2 separate regions of the Ovis aries genome follow, and region 1 is linked to region 2. Evidence: chromatin contacts called from public Hi-C data. All regions are on one chromosome and are shown on one strand. The core of a region is the stretch at or near the end of the contact, and the rest is flanking DNA. Distances in the headings are between cores, read along the strand shown.

Region 1 (7,369 bases), core at 3,065-5,564, 310 kb before region 2:
CAAGGGGAAAGAATTCCCACCTGGATATTCTTCCAGAGAGCTCAGCTATAACTCTGTAAGGTTCTGTGTTCTCTTTTCATAACAGAAATTACTGCCTTGTATTAAGATGTTGTTGTTCAGTCGCTCAGTCGTGTCCAACTCTTTTCAACCCTATGGACTGCAGCATGCCAGGCTTCCCTGTCCTTCGCCATCTCCCAGAGCTTGCTGAAACTCATGTCCATTGAGTCAGTGATGTCATCCAACCATCTAATCCTGTGTCGTCCCCTTCTCCTGCCTTCAATTTTTCCCAGCATCAGGGTTTCTAATGAGCTGACTCTTCCCATCAGGTGACCAAAGTATTGGACCTTCAGTTTCAGCATCAGTCCTTCCAATGAATATTCAGGATTGATTTCCTTTAGGATTGACTGATTTGATCTCCTTGCATCCAAGGGACTCTCAAGAGTCTTCTCCAACATCGCATCTCAAAAGCATCAATTTTTCAGCCTTCAGCCTTCTTTATGGTCCAACTCTCACAATCATACTGGACTACTGGAAAAGCCATAGCTTTGCCAGCAATGTCTCTGCTTTTTAATATGCTATTTAGGCTAGTCACAGCTTTTCTTCCAAGGAGCAAGCATCTTTTAATTTCATAGCTGCAGTCACCATCTGCAGTGATTTAGGAGCCCAAGAAAATAGTCTGTCACTGTTTCCATTTCTTAAAGCTACTTATATAATTGTTCCTACTAATGTCTTAAAATTGGATTAACACATTAGTAGGAACAATGCTATAAGTGGCTTTAATAAATAACTCACAAAAGTACTAAGACATGTATCAATATAAGACAGAAAGGCCTTCTGCACTGAAAAGCATTATAGCAGAGATTGAAAACTAGAAAGTTGAGCTAACTCAGACCAACAGACTTCTCTAATGTTTATCGAGATTTTCAGTTAGGTGCCAATAAATAAACTTAGAAAGCTCATGTAAAAATATTTGATTTATAGCTTTTCTTGAAAAATTACATCAGACAACATTGGGTCCCTGCAGGCCGCTAGCAGCACACAGCTAGACCAGAAAGTCACTGAACCTTTTAATCACCCATAACTCACCACAGTCCAGCACCCTCAGTACCTATGGCATACCGTCTGGCTTATTTGGGTACCTAATGGTCCCTGAAGGCACCTGAATTGGTGACCTCAGTTTCAAAGGAGAAGTGAGAAACTGTCATTAAATACATGGCAACTCAGAAAGAGGGGTGACCCAGCACTTGAAGGTCAGCGATGGCCTTGATGTTCCCACAACCTCTGTCTGCACTGCACACTAGACATGAGAGATAGAGCAGGCCCTGAACCAGGTTACTTCCTTTTAGCCTTTTTTTCTGCACTGAATTATCATATAAGAGATTTACTCTCAGTTATTAAGTCTAAACAATAGCTACCTCAGTGTAAATAGTGACTAGAGTTGATGCAGACTCTACCTCTCCTAGTTGTAATAGATTAGGCAGCTTGCTTTTAAATTAATGGTGTCTCAGCCTCCTCATTCATAAATGATTGAGTTTAGCTAGAATCATCATTAAGATCACTTTTAGCTGGCCCCTCCCCATCTTTACCAGCTCTACTTATCTAGAATCTACTAAAACCTCAAAAAATGTTCAAGGTCTACACCTCCACAAAACTTCTCCAGACTCTTTCTTTGAAGCTTTAAGCTCATAAACTCTACCACCCAAATTTAGCACTTACTAATTCTCTAATCTCTTTGCTTTGAGTTTGTTGGTTCCTTCCCCATATTCAAACAGAAAATCCCTTTAAATAAGAGACTATGCTGTTTAATTTTTAAATCTTCCACAGCATTTTACATTTATTTAGCATTCAATAATTGTTTGTTAATGAAACTGAATAATAACTAAAAACTAAAAATAATTATAAAATAGCAAACCTCCCAAAGAGCAACTTTCATCAGCCCCCTGAGAATGAGTTACCCTTATCAGCATCACAACTTGTCCAATTGATTCAGGCAGGCATAATGCGTACTTTGCAGTGAAGAAACACACAACTAGATTACCCTATTACTTTGTATTAACACATGGTCATTGCTTCCTTCCATAGTTGAAATGCTCCAAAGGGAGAAAATACAGACATTAACTCACTACAATAATATACTGTAGTACTCGCTGAAAGATTAGGTTACTCACTAAAATACAACAAGAAAAACTTTTTCTTATCACAACTAAGAAAAAAAAATCAATTTCTATTAAGTGCCTGCAGGTCAGACATTTAAAAACTATAGTGAAAAGCACCCTAGCTCCTTCCCCACCCTGTGGATGTCATCAGAAGTTCTGAGTAAGAGGAGGCCAAGTTAAGATGCCATGTGGGCGGGGATTTACCCACCTTCACCAAAAAAGGAATAGTATACAGGTTTTACTTGTTCTGGTCAGTCTCCCCCACCCCCCACCCCCAAATAATTAAAGCTTTGGATATGTGGTCAGTCCTTCCCTATTAAAGTAAAGCCAACAGGAGAAAAGAATAATTCAAGAATAAAATTACTTTTTAAATTATTTTGTGATTGCCTGGCTTATTTAATGAATTTAAGATAATTAAACACTCTAGTAAACTAGATTAACAAGTGTTAATCATGTCTTAACAGCAAGCAGAATCTAGTGGATTGAAATTAAGTCCATTTCAAAAATGCTTTCCTGTGGCGTAACAACACTTAATACAGGCGTTTCCACTTAACCCATATTCTATGCAAGGAGGATTCGTTCAGTAATTTGTTTACAGAACGAATCTGTAATCTGTTCTGTCATCTGTAAGGCTCAAGGGTCTGAAACGCGAGGTAGTGTACATGAACGGTAGGGGATTGATTAAAAGCGGGAGGTGAATCATGGAAAACTCCCACTTGGAACTGCCTGGAAAAAAATAATGGCACTATCCAATTTAAAAGTATGGGAAACACTGATTAAATACCTATACATTTTTCCTGGGGACATCCCAGTCAACGCAACGGAGTTTTACAATCTGAGGGAAACAAAAAAGCGTCTCAAATTTTTTTAAGTAATTGAAAAAAAAAAGACCTTGCAGTAGTTTCATGCCTTTGAATAGTTTGCTTTTTTAATATCTGGTGTCGCTGATCTCCGGTTAACTCATCGTCTGACCGGAAGCCTGTCCAGTGGATCCACACGCCGCGCTGAAAAGCGCTCGGGCTTAGGCGTCTTCCTTTAGCCACGCCCACACACGGAGCGTCGCAAGGAACGGAATGTGCGCCCAGCCTCCTCACCCCCTCACGCGCCGGTCTCCTCCACTTAACAGCAACAGCTCAAACACCTCCCTGTCAGATGAAACGGACAGAACCCAGACGAAACCAGGGCATGATGTCGCTGTGTCTCTTAATATAAGTGAAGGCCACTTAAACTCTCCTACTGCCCTTCGAAAGGAAAACCCTAAGTTCCGCCCCAAGTCCCATGCGTGCATGCATAATTTATACATAACCCTGCTCCTACTTTGGAGAATTTCAAAGGAACGGAATACATTTCTCCGGGATGGCAACCGGGCACGGCGTGGGAAAACCCTTCAATTTCCGTTTTCTGCTGTGCCCACCGCACCAAAGCCTCAGGTACCGGTTCCTAAACTAGCTTCACGTTCGTTAAGAGGCTTCACACAATCTAGCAGAATTCTTCAAAGCCAGGGGCCAACTCGCTAATTTCAAATTTCGGGCGAAAGGATGACGAGGAAGAGCGTCCTCCTCCCCAGTTCCAGCCGCTCATCAAAGCGGTGAGTTCTGAGGAGCAACTCTCCACAAGTGACTGCGATCTTCCCTCACACGCACACATCCTACTCCACAGGCTAAAGCAGCCGTCGGGGAACGAAGTCTTTACTTGGCCATCAATTTGGGGTAGGGAATCTCCCTCCCCAAGGACCACCAGCGCAGGAAGAGTCTCCTCCACTACACTCCCACCTCTGAGTACCCCCACAAGGGGCGGAGCTCGGCCTCCAGGGAGTCAGACCAGGCAACCTGGACACCCTAAATTAGCAGGAGATTTCCCCAACACACACCCCCAAACCAGCCTGGCCAACAGCCGCCCGTGAAGCAAGCCGATCAGGCGTGACGTCAGGTGTGATTAAGTTGGTGCGTCACCTCGACGTCAGCCTCTCACCTCTCGGACGTCCCGTCCCGGGAGCAAAACTCCGGCTACTTTGGGCTCCGCCCCGTGAGAGTGGGAGGTGGCCAATAAGGGCGGTCCTGAGGAGCCCCGGGGTCCAATGAGACGAGCCAGGGGCGGGGCAGGAGGCCGGAGGGCGGGGCGGGCGGCGGCGGTGGCCGCCGGAGGTCTGGCCTGCGCGCAGTATATGACAGTACGTCAGCAGCGGGATGGCCGTAGCTGTGGCGGCGGCTGCAGACGCCCGAGCAGCCGCGGCCGCAGTGGAGGCTGGAGCCCGAGCGGCGTCGGCGGCGGCACCCCGGGGAGTTTAAGATGGCGGCGGGGGGGGCGGCGGCGGCGGCGGGTCTGCGGGAAGAGCAGCGGTACGGGCTGTCGTGCGGGAGGCTGGGACAGGACCACATCACCGTACTGCATGTGAAGCTCACCGAGACGGCGATCCGCGCGCTCGAGACCTACCAGAGCCACAAGGTGAGGCCGGGCGGCTGAGAGCAGGGGGGAAAGGGCGTCCCCGGCCGCCCAGCCGCGCCGCCCCCTGACCGACCCGGCTGCACCTGGCTCGGGGCTGGCGGAGCGGTGACTCGCTTCGGCTGCCGTCCGCGCGCGCCGCGGCGGGGCAGGGCAGGGCCGGGCGAGGGTGGCTGACGGCCGCCGCCGTCCGGGGCCGGCCAGGCGCCGGGGCGTGTGGCCGGGGGAGGCGAGCGGGCGAGCGGGCGGGCGGGCGGCCCCTGGCGGCGGGGCCGAGGCCGCCGCAGCCCCTGCGCTGCGGGGACTTTCCGACGGCGCCCGCGGGGCTTTTCTAGCCTTTTCGGTCCCGCTGAGGGAGAGAGGCAACCAGGGAAGAGATGAGTGAAATGGCTCCTCTGCCCCCACGACGTTTGGGGGTGGATGGGAGGAGGGCAGCGTCCAGACGCCGAACCGAGAGGACCGGCTGGCACTAGCCGTCCGCTTCGGGGGGTGGGGGGCGTCCCAACCGTAGAGCCGCGGAGAGCCCGGGACCCAGGCGCTCCGCGTGTGAAGGTGGGACACACACTTTACCCGCAGGGACTTGGGGACACATGGGCGGCCGCGTACGGGGCGTGGAGGGGCGGGTGGGGTGGGTGCCCACCGTGTACTCTCAGAGGCTGATACGGGCGCTCCGCGTACGCGGGCGGAGGAGGGCACACGGGCGTTCCCAGAGAACCGGGGAGTCACACACACACACACCCAGCGCTCACCCGGGAGCAAGGACCTCGGTCCCCTAGAGAGAAGGATTCTCGGTGGCTCCTCATCCCCCAAAGACGCGTCGCTCGCGGCTGGGGCTGACTCACTGACCTAGAGAGAGACCAGCATCGGGGTGTCGGGGTGCAGGGCTTGGGGGGAGGTGGTTACACTGCATTCTGGGCAGACTCGGGTGTCGCACCCCGCTCCGCCTTCCGGAGAGAGCGTGGACACAGACACACACAACTCGAGCATAGCGAAGGCTCACAGACTCAGCGATTGTAGAGGACACACCAAGGAACGCGTTTGCAGGTTTTAGGGGGAAAAAAAGTGAGAGAGAGCTTGGAAGGCACTGCGAAGGGACGCAGCAAGCGGAGTGCTGGGGACGCCGTTTATGGCCATGCAGTACCGTGTGTGGGTGAGGGAGGCAGAGTGGACGCATCGCGAAAGGGAAGGCAGAGATCATCTGAGAAATCGCTTAACAGTCGCTCGGAGAAGAGAGACATCCGTGGAGCAGAGAACCCGCAGGGCATCCCGACAAAGAGCCGAGCCCATGCCACGGAAACACGCACCGATTAACTGATCTCATAAAGCAGGCGCAGAGGCCAGGAGGACACCCGGACACACACAGTTTTTCAGATAAAAGTGGAGAAAGGAATTAACATCTGTTGAGCTCCCACTAGTGCCAGGCACTTTAAATGCTTCGAAGGAAGGCCCAGAGCAGCAGGCAAAAATGGCAGGAGAGATGTGAACCTGGGAGCCTTAACCAGGGGGGACAACCTTCAGAGACGCCCCCATACCTAAGGATGCGCACAGGGGGAGGCGTGCGGGTGTGCACAGCTTGAGAAGTGCCTGAGCTCACCTTCCATGTAAACAGCAGCAGACTCAGGGACATGCCCGCAGATGGCACTCACAGAGTGGATGCATGGATGTACATTCCAGGGCATATGTGTTACCCACCAGAGACTGTACAGGTGAAAAACCCTCAGATCCAGGAGTGGAGGGAGGAAGGCATGCACAAGGAGAAGCCTTGCACACACCTGTGAAATCTCAGAGGGGAAAAAGGTCTCAAGTATGACTGGGAAGTCAGTGACCACCCAGCAGTAGGAAGGCGAGGAAATAAAGACAGAAAAACTGCTTGTGTCAGTAGCTACTCCCAGACAGGTGCATCTGCAGGGGAGAGAGCAGCACCAGCATGGAGTGCGGGTGCGGGAAGCCAGATAGGCAGGCAGAGGAACAGGGGCAGACAGTGGAGAGAAACTCAGCCCTGCAAGATGGAGAGATAAGCCTCTCTCTGTTCCTAGGGGAGGGCGTGGAAGCAATGACAGAGGGAAGAAGGTAGGTCAGGGTATGTAAAGAGGAAAAAAACGCTCAGAAACCAGAGAGGAAGGAGTCCGCCGGAGGAGGCCAACCTGCAGTCAGAAACAGACCCAGGGAGCAGATAAAGGCTGACACACAGGGGTGGGGAGAGGCATCTCTGGGGGCAGTAGTTCGGCCAGCCATCTTGGGGGACAACTGGCAAACTGTACAGCTGATTACAGTAAGATTGACAGGCCCTGGATCAGAGGGAAGAAAGAGATGGGTGAGGAGGCCCACACAGGGAAGGAGTGCCCCCACCCCCCTCAGGAGAGCGAGGTGACAGAGGAGCCCCCAGTGCTCCCTGACCTACATGGCTGCTGGGGCCCAAGAAGAGAGTGCTATTTGTTTTCCTCCCTTGGTTTCTGCCTCCTACACCTTAGCGCTTTGTGCTTGGGATTAAAGTTTGGGTCTAAAAGCCCCCACATTTATATGCCATTGTCTTAAGAAATAGATAAAAAATTCTTCCATCCCACTGCTTAGTTCTTGATTATTTATTTTCACTTTATAGGCAAAGGTACCAAAGTCAATGGCTTTCCTTACTCCTGACTACTTCTATTGCCTATTAATATTATTACTGTCTGTTTCCATCTCTGTGTATGCAAATTAAGAGGCCTGGTCAGTCTGTGCAGAGGCAGAGAAGGGAACCACAGAAGACTTTTCCAAGCTCCTCTCCCTTTCTG
Region 2 (6,802 bases), core at 3,072-5,571:
TTAGAGGTACAACAATCTAGCATTCCCTAGCAAAGCTGAACACATTCATGACCCAATAATCCCACTTCAGATACATTCCCTAGAAGTGCGCACAGGTATACCAGGAAAAATGCACAAGAATGGTTATACAGCAAAAGATAGGAAACAAGTCAAATCTATCAACAGTAGAATGGATGATTTTTACACTCGTTCAATGCAATATTGTGTAGCAGTGGAAAATGTATGGCTATGTCAAGTTGGATTAGTCAAAAAGTAACTTTAAACAAAAAAATTTTAAGAATTCAGAGTATGCTGCTATTTTTATAAAGTGCCACAAGGGGCAAAACAAAACAATGTATTATTTGTGGATAAATGTATATAGGGAAAATTTACAAAGAAAAGCAAGGGGATGATAAACATAAATTTTAAGTGTTTATAAATGTATTACACTTACTCATATTTAAAATTACTTTTTCCCCCCAAATATAAGTGGTATCCTACTTTATGTAACAAATAATCCAAAATCCAAGAAAAGGGATAAAATGGTACTTTGTGTCCTCAGAGAATGTATATGTAAACAGATCATGAATAGACTATTTGAAATTTTTGTACAGCTTATTTCAAGACTTGCCATAGAGGAAGAAATAAATCTATAGTTCTCTTACTTTTCTTTTTCCAGGCAACAAATAGAAAAGAAATACAAGATTCAAGCAAGTACCAAAATACATGAGATATGGATTAGCATCAGAAGTTAATTAAATTCTATTGAACTCCCAAATAAATGAGAACCAAACACTATCCTTTCTCGTTTCAGTCTCTTAGAGACTTTGCAGGGTTTCCCCACCCCCACCCCCAACCAAGGAAAATTGTAGGGAACTTTGCATGGGCTGATAAGAAATGAGCAGAGAAAGCTGGGGCTAAATGATAAAGGTTTCAGAGAAATATGATCAGTTTTGCATTTTGCTTAGAAAAGTATTATCTCATCCTTCAAATAATTGTTCCCTCCAAGCATCATAGGTGGTACTATTTATGATATCTGGTGACTATAATTAACACCCATATTATTCTCAATTAAATAATGTGAATATCATGGTCCATTCAGACAGCAACACAAGTCACTGTGTTCACTTTAATTACTGTTACTTTGATGCACTATTCATATGCTCCTACACATTTTCTCTGTGTTGAGTCAGCTTTAAGATAGTAGACTCCTAAAGTAAGAAAATGAAATGAAAACTTAAACTGCATTACTCAGTATTGGAGCTAGAAGAAAACTGCGTAAAGAAATGTTGAGTCATTTTGTTCCACAGTTCTCTTCAAGAGATATTTTTTGGACTGTACCTAAAATTAGGTTTCTAAAGGTGCTAACACCACATAAAATTACTAATTGGCTAAATGAATCCTCTGTCTCTATTAGATACCTTTCCGGCATAGGGAATCTTTTTCAGCATAACTTAAGTTTCTATAAGACAGTGGGGACAAAAGAAACATGAAGTTAAAGGAATTTCTTCTTATTCTTGAGCTGAAAAGCACAAAGTTGCTTTTACTGAGTCTGGGGACTTGATCTACACTTATCAGAATGCAAAACTCCAAGGTGACACCTTTATTTTAGGTTCAGAGATGAGAAATGCCATAGCTTTAGATTTCTTTGTCTGGCAGAATAATAGATAAAACTAGCTACCTTTAGTGAGTGCCAAGTGCTTGGACTCTGCATATATGAATTCATTAATCCCCAGGAAAAAATGCCTATTTTCCAGATGAGGAAACTAAGGGTAAAGGACTTTCACAAAAGCTTGCCCAAACTCACAAAATCACAGAGAAGATTCAAACTTAGGTCTTATGTCTAAACTTTGTGAAGACTGATATATAAATCTTACCATTTTATCTAAGTAGCATCCACGGATTTATAAAAATAGGTGGCACGCATATACACTATCTTGAAGGTACAAAACCTTTTCGCAAAGATGTTTGTGTGTACCCTCCACATATATATATCCTTAGATGATGGTCTTGAATTTTTTTTAATTTAGGAAAGCCAATGTGCAAGACTCGTGTCAACAAATGTTTGAAACGAAATCAGTTCAGTTCAGTCGCTCAGTCGTGTCCTTCTCTGCGACCCCATGGACTGCAGCACACCAGGCCTCCCTGTCCATCACCAACTCCCAGAGCTTACTCAAACTCATGTCCATCATTTTGGTGATGCCATCCAACCATCTCATCCTCTGCCCTCCCCTTCTCCTCCTGCCTTCAATCTTTCCCAGCATCAGGGTCTTTTCCAATGAGTATGTTCTTTGCATCAGGTGGTGAAAGTATTTGAGTTTCAGCTTCAACATCAGTCCTTCCAATGAATATTCCCAGGACTGATTTCCTTTAGGAAGGACTGGTCGGATCTCCCTGCAGTTTAAGGGACTCTCAAGAGTCTTCTCCAACACCACAGTTCAAAAGCATCAATTCTTCGGTGTTCAGCTTTCTTTATAGTCCAGCTCTCACATCCATACATGACCACTGGAAAAACCAATAGCCTTGATTAGATGGATCTTTGCTGGCAAAGTAATGTCTCTGCTTTTTAATATGCTGTCTAGGTTGGTCACAGCTTTTCTTCCAAGAAGCAAGTGTCTTTTAAAATTTCATGGCTACAGTCACCATCTTCCCTAATAATTTAAGAGTTGCGCAGCCAGTCCTGGAATCCGCAGGTGTCGTCTGCGACATTAGAGACCTTACAGTAGCAGCTGCACTCACCTGGGTTTGAACCCCCAGCTCTGCCTGACTTGTGAGAAGTCGGCTAATGTCGCTGCGATGCAGTGTGTGCGACTATAACGCAGACCTGCACTAAGTGCAGTGGTAGGGACAAACGTCTCAGGACAGTCAAGTGTCCAGGGTGGGTCCTGGGGGTGGGAAACTCTGCAATCACCGTGGCGGTCATCTCTTAAGGGTCCTGCCAGCTCTGACAGCCTATGGGCAAGGACTTCAAGCTGTGTTCAACGTTTGAGTCAAGACAACCTGCAGTTGTCAACACCAAGCTCAAGAACCGAAAAGACAACCAGAGCGTGGCTATCAAGACATGGGTGATCATTCTGCCTGCAGACTTCAGGAGTCGGATACCCAAGACGGCTGGGGCTGCGGCAACCCTGGGGCAAGTTTCATACATTTCAGAGCACAAATGCTAAGAAAAGTGAAAGTCGCTCAGTCCTCTCCGATTCTTTAGAATTCTTCAGGCCAGAATACTGGAGCGGGTAGCCTTTCGCTTCTCCAGGAGATCTTTGCAACCCAGGGATCGAACCCAGGTCTCCCGCATTGTGGACGGATTCTTTACCTGCTGAGCCACCCGGGAAGCCCAAGAATACTGGCTAGCCTATTTCTTCTCCAGTGGACCTTCCCGACACAGGAATACGAACCAGGGTCTCCTGAAGATTGCAGGCGGATTCTTTACCAACTGAGCTATGAGGGAAGCCAAATGCCAGGAAAGCTTGTTAAAAAATGGACCAGGGAAGCGGCTGTTAAAAAGCAGAGACATTACTTTGCCAACAAAGGTCCGTCTAGTCAAGGCTATGGTTTTTCCGGTAATCATGTATGCATGTGAGAGCTGGACTATAAAGAAAGCTGAGCACAGAACTGATGCTTTTTCACTGTGGTATTGAAGACTCTTCAGAGTCCCTTGGACTGCAAGGAGATTCAATCAGTCCATCCTAAAGGAAAGTAGCCCTGAATATTCATTGGAAGGAGTGATGCTGAAGCTGAAACTCCAATACTTTGGCCACCTGATGCAAAGAACTGACTCATTTGAAAAGACCCTGATGCTGGAAAGATTGAAGGCAGGAGAAAGGGATGACAGAGGATGAGATGGTTGGATGGCATCACCCACTCAGTGGACATGAGTTTGAGTAAACTCCAGGAGTTGGTGATGGACGGGGAAGCCTGGCGTGCTGCAGTCCATGGGGTCGCAAAGAGTCGGACACGACTGAGCAACTGAACTGAACGGAAGCTGCAGGTCCGGAGTGAGGACCAGCCTTGACGGTGAACAAGCTCGATGGGCCCGCAGTGCCCGGGCAGAAGCCTGTGCTGGGGGTTCATCGTTAAGGAGAGCTGCGTCTAGGGCGGCGGGACCGCAGCGCTCAGAAGACCCAGGATGAAATGCAGCACTGCAACCGCGAACCCACCCCCAGTCTCCTGCGCCACCGGAAGCCCGAGCCCCGGGCCCGCCGCCCGGCCGGAAGTGGCTAGTCTCGCGAGCCCCGCCCCGCGAGAGGCCGCCCAGGCCCGCGCCGGGAACAGAACTTACCTTCCCTGAGTCCCTGCCCCACCTCCGCGAGACCCGGCCGCAGCGCCGCCGCGTGAGGATACTGAACCGGCCAGGGAAGCCGGCGGCCGCGTGGCGCTCCGCGTGACCGGGCGGGGCGGGGCGCCACCGCCCACGTGACCCGAGCGCGCCCGCCCCCGGGGCGGCCTCTGAGGCGTCGCGGGCTGCTGACCCTGCCTGACCGCGGCCGCCGGCTCGCCGCGCTCCGCCGGGACCTCTGAGCTGACCGTCTCAATCGTGTGTTTTACCGACGTGGGCTCCCCCACTTCATTTTAAAACGTTTGCTGAGCTCATCACATTTATCTAGATTTTGAACTCACCCGGGGGTTTTCCTTCTAGAAATTTACCTCATAAAAATATTTACTAGAGTTCGTCACGATGCGTATAATCTATGTATAATGGTGTTTATTGAACTCACTCAGGGTCTGTCTTCTAGAAATTTACCTCATAAAATATTTAGTTTGTCATGATGCATATAGTCAATGTATAATGGTGTTTATTGAACTCACCCGGAGTCTGTCTTCCAGAAATTTACCTCACAAAAATATTTAATAGGAGTTCATCACGATGCATATAATGTATGCTACTGCTGCTAAGTCGCTTCAGTCGTGTCCGACTCCGTGCGACTCCAGAGACGGCAGGCCACCAGGCTCCGCCGTCCCTGAGATTCTCCAGGCAAGAACACTGGGGTGGGTTGCCATTTCCTTCTCCAATGCATGAAAGGGAAAAGTGAAGTCGCTCAGTCGTGTCCGACTCTTAGCGACCCCATGGACTGCAGCCTACCAGGCTCCTCCGCCCATGGGGTTTTACAGGCAAGAGTACTGGAGTGGGGTGCCATCGCCTTCTCCAGCATATAATGTATAATGGTGTTTATTGCCAGAAAAGTGACAAGAGCTCAAATGAGCCTCAGCTGGGAAGTGGTTAAATACAATGTAGACATGTGAATTACTTTCTAACCACATACTCACCAGCACGGTTCATGATGTAATGAATGAATTTGTTACAAAGTATGGAATACTGTGTAGTATGCTTTCTTTGGGGGTAAATAAAAGTTATTTCTCTAGATACAAATAATGTAGATATATGCACATAAGCTTAAAAAATTGGGTCTTTAAACTTGGGGGGGGAGGAGATGGGTTTCACTCTCATCTTTTGAACTTTGCAACTTTGTTTTTTTCTATTTATGTTTCTGTGAGGAAAAAACAAAACAAAAAACCCACACACGTGCATGTGTTCAAAGTTGGAAGCTAGATGAGTCTGATAGGTTTTTATATTTTTAACTGGAGGAAAACTGCTTTATAAAAATCAGCCATATTACACGCATATGCCGACGTTCTTGAGCATCCCATCCATCCCCACTTCCCACCCCTCTAGGTCTTCACAGAGCGTCAAGGTGGGCTTACTGTGTTATATGGCAAATTTTCACCAGTTATCTCTTTTACACGTTAGTGCATATGTCAGAGTAACTTTCTCCTTTTGTCCCAGTCTTTCCTTCCACTGTGTCCATAAGTCCCTTCTGTATACCTGTGTCTCCATTCCTTCCCTGTGAATAGGTTCGTCAGTATCATTTTTCTAAATTCCATATGTATGCGTTAATATAATACATTTATTTTTTCTCTTTCTGAATTATCTCACTCAGTATGACAGGCTCTAGGTTCATCCCTCTCTCTAGAACTGACTCAAATTTGTTCTTTTTTATCGCTTATATTCCATTGTATATGTGTACCACATCTTCTTTATCCATTCATCTGTTGATGGACATCTAGGAGTCAGTGATGCCATCCAACCATCTCATCTTCTGTTGTCCCCTTCGTCTCCTGCCTTCAGTCTTTCCTAGCATCAGTGTCTTTTCAAATGAGTCAGCTCTTTGCATGAGGTAGCCAGAGTATTGGAGTTTCAGCTTCAACATCAGTCCTTCCAGTGAACATGCAGGACTGGTTTCCTTTAGGATGGACTGGCTGGATCTCCTTGCAGTCCAAGGGACTCTCAAGAGTCTTCTCCAACACCACAGCTCAAAAGCATCAATTTTTCGGTGCTCAGTTTTCTTTATAGTCCAGCTCTCACATTCATACTGCTCTGAATATTGGGGTACATGTGTGAGTCTGATAGGTTTTTAAAGTTTCCCTGGCTGTCTTCTAATACAGTGGTTCTTTGGTCACACTTTAGTCACCTGGGAGTCATGATTCTAGACCAATCTAATAAATCTCTAGGGGTCATGGGAGGAGAGGAAATCAACATATTTTTTTCTAAGTTCCTCAGTGATTCCAGTGCAACTTTAAGGTTGAAAGCCACAGTCTGCTTTTAACATGCTGACATACTGATTGAAGATGCTAGAGAGGCCCAATGGGTCAGGGGCAGCTGAAACCCCGGGACCTAGTTCATTGACCCCAGTATGCCATATAAATGCCTTTTTTCCCCTCTATACGCCAAAATGTGTAAAAGATTGAGAAGCTCAGAATAATGAATTTGTGTACCTAGCTATTTTTTAAGGGGGCCATACCCTGGAAGCACTGGGGAGCTAGTTCT

What was found. Hi-C and Micro-C count contacts between places; a contact is called where the count stands out from the background.
Region 1: a contact with region 2 is called in a Hi-C map of tail adipose tissue, with 4 times the contacts expected there. The contact joins the promoter of ELL2 here to the promoter of RFESD in region 2. A contact is called at or near these places in 2 of 16 Hi-C or Micro-C datasets (hypothalamus and tail adipose tissue).

The regions. Positions count from the first base shown.
Region 1 is chr5:92,915,073-92,922,441 of ARS-UI_Ramb_v3.0, reverse strand. It overlaps ELL2 (elongation factor for RNA polymerase II 2), which reads left to right and starts at 4,314. Exons shown (of 12, transcript XM_027970525.2): 1 at 4,314-4,601. The coding sequence starts at 4,446. It overlaps LOC114115026 (a long non-coding RNA gene), which reads right to left and starts at 4,169. Exons shown (of 6, transcript XR_003589533.3): 1 at 4,128-4,169.
Region 2 is chr5:92,605,355-92,612,156 of ARS-UI_Ramb_v3.0, reverse strand. RFESD (Rieske Fe-S domain containing) reads right to left here and starts at 4,321. Exons shown (of 5, transcript XM_060416026.1): 1 at 4,259-4,321; 2 at 1,857-2,484.